Linked DNA regions of Danio rerio: region 1 is linked to region 2. Evidence: chromatin contacts called from public Hi-C data. All regions are on one chromosome and are shown on one strand. The core of a region is the stretch at or near the end of the contact, and the rest is flanking DNA. Distances in the headings are between cores, read along the strand shown. Region 1 holds the start of stk24b (serine/threonine kinase 24b (STE20 homolog, yeast)). Region 2 overlaps ermn (ermin).

Region 1 (2,992 bases), core at 72-2,571, 150 kb after region 2:
AAAAATAATTTTTCAGACAAAAAACATTATTTTTCAGACATGCTTTTAGTTTCTCCATTTCACTCGTGGCGAGTTTAGACGAGGAAATGTTAATTAAGTAAAACTCGCCTCAGAGGGTTTAGTTTAGTCTGCTTCAAACCTGCAGGAAAATATCAGACTTTGCTAAAAGGTTGGTTATTTTACCAACGATTAGGGTAGCCTATTACAGATTTTAAAGAACAATCTTAATATTAAAAAGGAAACATAAGCTGGACACAACAGATCATATCAATGTCATAATGAATGCTCAAATAATGTAGCCCATAGTTTATAACAAGCATCATGTTTAGTTAGATTGTGCCATCTGTCATATACTGTACAGTAGGCCAATAGGTGTTTTGTTTTTTTTGTTTTTTTAGTAAAGAAGATTTAAGGTTATCACCAGAACTATAGAAACTGTATTTTGTTAATTATATATAATAAAACAAAGCAAAAACAAACAAAAAAAAAATTTAAAAAAATAAATAAAAAAACGGCACAGTTCTATAAACTCAGAGAATGGACTTGTGTTCTTGTGGAGACTGATCTTGCCAGTTGTCCTCGGAAGAACAAACTCGGGAGACCACAAGAACAGGTCCTGTCCTGGAAGAGGACGTGTCCTGTGGGAAATGAGATGCTGATGGTCACGTGACCTTTGCGCTTTTTTAATAGAAAAATTTAAACATTACAACATTCAAACAACGATTTATTTGCTTTTCCCCTTTTCAAAATATATACTATTTAAAACATTTAAATATACGTTGCACAATATAAATAAAACATTTTAATATGAATTTTAGCAAATAAACACCCTTAATGTGTTAAATTAACACTTAATGTGTTTAACCCTTTATTAAGATTTTCATGATAATGTTTATATTCACTGTTTCATTTAGGGAAACTCCTGAGATAAATAAGGGATATCTCTGAACTTTAATAACAAATCTAAATAAAATGCTGCGCTTCCCACCTCCAGTCGCAATGACTTCTGGGACTTCTATAGCAAGTTCGGTGCTCAAGTCTGCATCCGTGTGCCTCGATATCTAGAACACATCCGGGAAGTTTCACGCGTTCTTATGGTCTTGAGTATTGGAACTGAACTTAAGCAGCTGATGATGACGTTACACGAGAACATAAGGAAGCAAGACCGCTTAAGAACGCATATTGCAAAACAGCTAAAATCACCACACTCCCTCATCATCCACCACACACCACACCTATGAACCCTCACCTGATTACCAATCACCTGCACCTGCAATCACAACAACTCACTATAAATACTCACCTCACTCACTCAGTCTTCAGCTGGAACCAAAGACGCATAGTCCTCTCTCCTGAATTCTCCTGTGCTCCTCCATGGATGTTCTCCCTCCGACTGTCCTTCTCCTGCGAATGCAGATAAACCTGTTTAATGGAAGTGAGTATTCTTATGTTGGCGTTTAACCAAAGTAATGAGCTTATGCATTGAATTGGTTGTGTATGAGATTGCTTACTCTCTACAACATCATTCACCTGCTTCACCTAACCATTGTTGTTGCTACGTTTGAATGAACGCCCTTGAAATTTTATCATTCGTCTTCCTTGTGTGGCCGTGACACTTTTAGGGTATACTTTTGTAATTTTAAGGTTTAGTTGTGTACCTTTAAGGTACTCTGAGATACCCATTTGTACTTTTTAGGTAATAATAATACACTGTAAAACCCAAAAAGTGACAGTAACTCAAACTTTTTGAGGAAACTGATTGCAACAAACCATTTGAGTTAAAAAACTAATCCATATGCATACCGTGAACGTACTCCATTTAAGTTGAAGTAATGAGGTGTTTATTTAACTCATTACCTTCAACACCGAGTTCAAAACTCTTTTTAAATGAGTAGAATCAACTTTAAGTATATTTTGAGTTAACTACATTCACAACTGTCAATAATCAGTACATTTTAATTTCCCTTAGACATTAATGATAGCCCTGATGTTTTGTCCTTTCTGCTTTTTGGACTGACAGGGTCTGATGTGTTCAATCTCATGGGACATTTAAATCCCACCTGGAGCTGAATTCCATCCGAGACTACAAAATTCACTGTGTGAAATCAGAGTAGTTCAGCCTTGAGGGGAGACTTTGGGAGTGTACAAACCATACACATATAAATAAGACTTTAATATTATTAATGTTTAATGATATTGCAGACCTACATGTGCTGTTTGCATCATTAATAATTAGTTCATGTATAGATTGCCATGCTATGAATAGTTTTGTTATCAACAGAGCCTAATACATGAAACTTTGTCCAAGATGGATTTCAAGAGCACAGTGGGATTTTGTTTTTGACCAGAAGAACACAAAATGTCCCACAGAGACCATGCATCAACACCTGCATGGCCATTAACCCATTCAATTAGCTTCCACCATGAGTGTTCTGCTAATTATCTAAATTGCATCTTTAATGATGTGAGTCCTTTAAAACAAGGAAGGTATATCTTCTGCAGCAAGCGACGAGCTATTAGGTATGAGGCGGTGTGTGTAAAAACTATACTGAAAACCATTTAAGAAATAATCATTAGCAAAGCAAACAGTGTTCAGCAACAGGCGAATACGCTCAATTATGACAATTGTGGTTAAAAATATTGCAGATTTTTTAGTAAAAATGTGGAATTAGAAAAACTTGCATGATTTAATTTGCTTTGTTTCATTTAGCATTAAAGAATTTTTTTAAAAGTATTATATTAAAGTAATTTATAATGCCCATTTTGAGGGTCTACTTAACAGTTGATATCCAGGCAAATGCATTATATTTATTTAATACAATTTTCCCCCATAAAGAAATTGTGCTAATGTGCTAAAATAACATTTTTACATGAACAAATGTGGACACATGTAGACTATGTAGACAAGGGTTCTTTTTAATTATTAATTTATTTTTTTAATTTAAAAGATTTACACATGATTGCATCTAAAATGTATTAGATTTTTCTGATT
Region 2 (3,110 bases), core at 323-2,822:
GAGCGGGTTGGGTGATGTCAGACCATTGGGTTTACATTAACAACTCATGAACTCCTATGTTTAAACAGTTGTGTGTGTCCATCTAGTATGTGTTTACATTGAAAAACAAAACTAAAGTGTTTAAATGTGTAGCTGTCTGCATTAAAACAAATATTTTATTCCATGAGTCTATGAGTTAATTAATTAACTCTATAATTAACAAACATGTACTAACATGTAATTTAGGTAGCCATTATTCACACATGAACTCACGTGACTCTTGTTGTAGTTAACCTTAGTTGCCTTAACTCATCATTAATTCACAATAATTAGTTTAAATATGAGTACATCATTGTCCATGTACTGCTACTGTAATGTTACCAATCTTTAAAGTTAGCCTACAATTCGAAGGGAACATCGTTAAGTGAACATTCCTTTTTATAAAATTGTAAACATTCTGAAAGTTTTACTTTTGAACGTTTTCTAAACAAGTTCTGAAACATTAAAAACATGCTGGCCGAACTAAAGGTTCAGTGAACAATGTATAGCATAAACAATGTTTTTGTCCTAGCATTTTGAGAACATTATTATGCTCTAAAAACTTTTTTTTTTTCCAATAAAGAGGTTTGTAACTGTGTGAGGGCCTTGCCTGAAGGTTTTCCAAAGTTTCCACAACATTTGCTGAGTCATCCCCAATCATACTTGAGCAAATTCTCATCTGGCAGCAAGCTGGAAAAATAATTTGTCTACAAATGAGATTTTTCATTCACAAAGGCTTCTCCGGCTAACATGCAATCTGTCTGAATGCAGCCAGTAGTGCCAACTTTCCATCAACAAAATACTGGGAGAGCTTACAGTACGCTCTAACAAGTATGAAGGGAATTTTTGTGTTCGGGTTTAAATCTACAAATAATGTTGTGATTACATAATTTCTTTGTAAATCATCAAATATGTTAAAATACAATAATAGGCATATTAGTCATATAGATCATCTGTGATCATAAATTTCAATATATGGTTTTCACTGATGCCTATAATAACTTTATTGATATCTACCCTATCAGTAACTGCATAATCTGTTCAAGTTTGGAAGTCTTTCTCTCACTGTGACTACACAAAGTGATTTTTTTTCCATTTGTAGAGGACTAATAAAAGATGTTCAATAAGCTTATATGACTGTTTCTTTTTATTTTTAAGTGTTTCTATATTTAGCCTATTAATGTCCACTAGATGGCGGCATTGCATATGTCTTTTTAGTTAGACATTGAATATAGTGTAGAATTGTATTTCCTCACCACTAGCTGGCAACGTTGCATAAATCTGTTTAAACGTAGATAAGAAAACACATATAATATAATATAATATAATATAATATAATATAATATAATATAATATAATATAATATAATATAATAAACTCAATTCTTAACCACTAGATGGCAACATTGTTTTGTTTTGTGTAAATCTAAAAGGTGAGGAAAGTGGTTGACACGACAGGACTGTCTACCTTTATAAACTGAATCGCTTTTGGATTTCAGTATTTATCTGTGATCACGTGACTGCTTAAGTAGCCTAAAATTCATTCTGTTTTGTGTACTGCTGCATATATAAATTCAAACATAACCAACAAAAGTGTGAAAAGTAAACGGATAATTTAAAACAAACAATCTTTATAAGCCAAACTAACATAATACAATTATAATAAAATGACAAGCTGGATAATGAACTCAAACTTCGACCGCGGCTCGATCAGTTAGCATATAAGAAGAATCAACAAACTGTTCACCGTTGCCTTGCTAATTAAGTTATCTTTATGTGGCATCTAATGTAAGTATAATCGATGTAATGAGATAGGGACTGCAGTAATTAGTCTAATTTGGGTGTTTATGACCCGACGGACTCTTTATTTATGCATCTGTGTTTCTAATGTTTTATTGGGAGTCAGTGTGTGTTTGTTGTCGTTCCCTCAGTTAGCTTCATCAATGCTTGAACTTTACCATACAAATGTCACTAATTGCGTTTTATTTACAGGAGGTTTATGAACATCACCTCTATTCCTCCAGCCACGTAATGTAGGCCTACCAGGTGACTTGAATGTTTTTTCCGACAACTTATAAATTATAGGTTTCACTTCCGGTTTGAGAAACTTCCATTGAAGAGAATTGAAACTAATCAGATATGTCACTGAATAATTCATTTGTGAAGCAATTAATACACAAATGAGATGGTTTTGATTTTATGAAATGTTCGTACATATTATGTTTCTCTTCAACATGTTTGTAAAGTTGCTGTGGATAGATTTGTTTTGAGATGATTCGTGGTCTCATTCATTCATTTTCTTTTCAGCTTAGTCCCTTTATTAATCTGGGGTCGCCACTGCGGAATGATCCGCCAACTTATCCAGCGTATGTTTTTACACAGCGGATACTCTCTCAGCTGCAACCCATTACTGCAAAGCATCCATGCACACTCATTCACACACATACACCACGGACAATTTAGCCAACCCAATTCACCTATACTGCATGACGCATGTCTTTGGACTGTGGGGCAAACCAGAGCACCCGGAGAAAACCCACGCCAACACGGGGAGAACATGCAAACTCCACACAGAAACGCCAACTGACCCAAGCAGGGCTGGAACCAGCGACTTTGTTGGTGTAAGGCGATTGTGCTACCCACTGTGCCACCGTTAATTTAATTTGATTTAAATAATAATGATTTAATGTAAGTTGCTTTTTATTTTTCGATAGATAAACAGTGAGAAGCACCTCATTGTTCAGTTTTTAAAAACACTTCAGCAATTGTTTACAGTTTGACAGGACTTACTCCAATATTTATGCAAAGCATTATGGGGCGTAGGATAAAGGTGGATAATTCAGCCGTAGGGTTTATTTAGGCAAAGCGAGGCAGGCGTTTTGGCCTGGTTTGTTTCATTGAGCTCCGGGCCTCATTTGAATGGTGGCAAATGTCATGTTGGCAAGGCAATGGGAGGTTTGTGACTGTTGTGCTTCGCTCTCTCTGGGCCGGGGGTCGAGAGGCACTTCCTGGGCAACACACGTCCCCTGTGGTTTAGGGTCATGACTGACCTTTCCCGACACAGTGAAGCGGCTTTTTATTCTCCCTCTCTCC

Evidence for each region. A called contact is a pair of places that touch in the nucleus more often than the background predicts.
Region 1: a contact with region 2 is called in a Hi-C map of embryo, with 2.7 times the contacts expected there. The contact joins the promoter of stk24b here to the enhancer-like site in region 2. A contact is called at or near these places in 5 of 18 Hi-C or Micro-C datasets (caudal fin, embryo and hematopoietic stem cells) and 3 of 4 datasets of contacts at active chromatin or transcription factors (caudal fin, embryo and gastrula embryo).

Annotation. Positions count from the first base shown.
Region 1 is chr6:13,444,974-13,447,965 of GRCz12tu, forward strand. stk24b (serine/threonine kinase 24b (STE20 homolog, yeast)) reads left to right here and starts at 1,322. Exons shown (of 11, transcript NM_213477.1): 1 at 1,322-1,435. The coding sequence starts at 1,430. LOC103911182 (a long non-coding RNA gene) reads right to left here. Exons shown (of 6, transcript XR_012407693.1): 4 at 1,304-1,404.
Region 2 is chr6:13,296,724-13,299,833 of GRCz12tu, forward strand. It overlaps ermn (ermin), which reads left to right. Exons shown (of 3, transcript XM_073905893.1): 3 at 1-1,148. Among named protein-coding and RNA genes, the nearest start is that of ermn, 8.7 kb to the left of the region's middle. Within about 2 kb of position 1,573, at least 4 of the 62 cell types and tissues checked have an H3K27ac peak or open chromatin away from gene starts, as enhancers often do.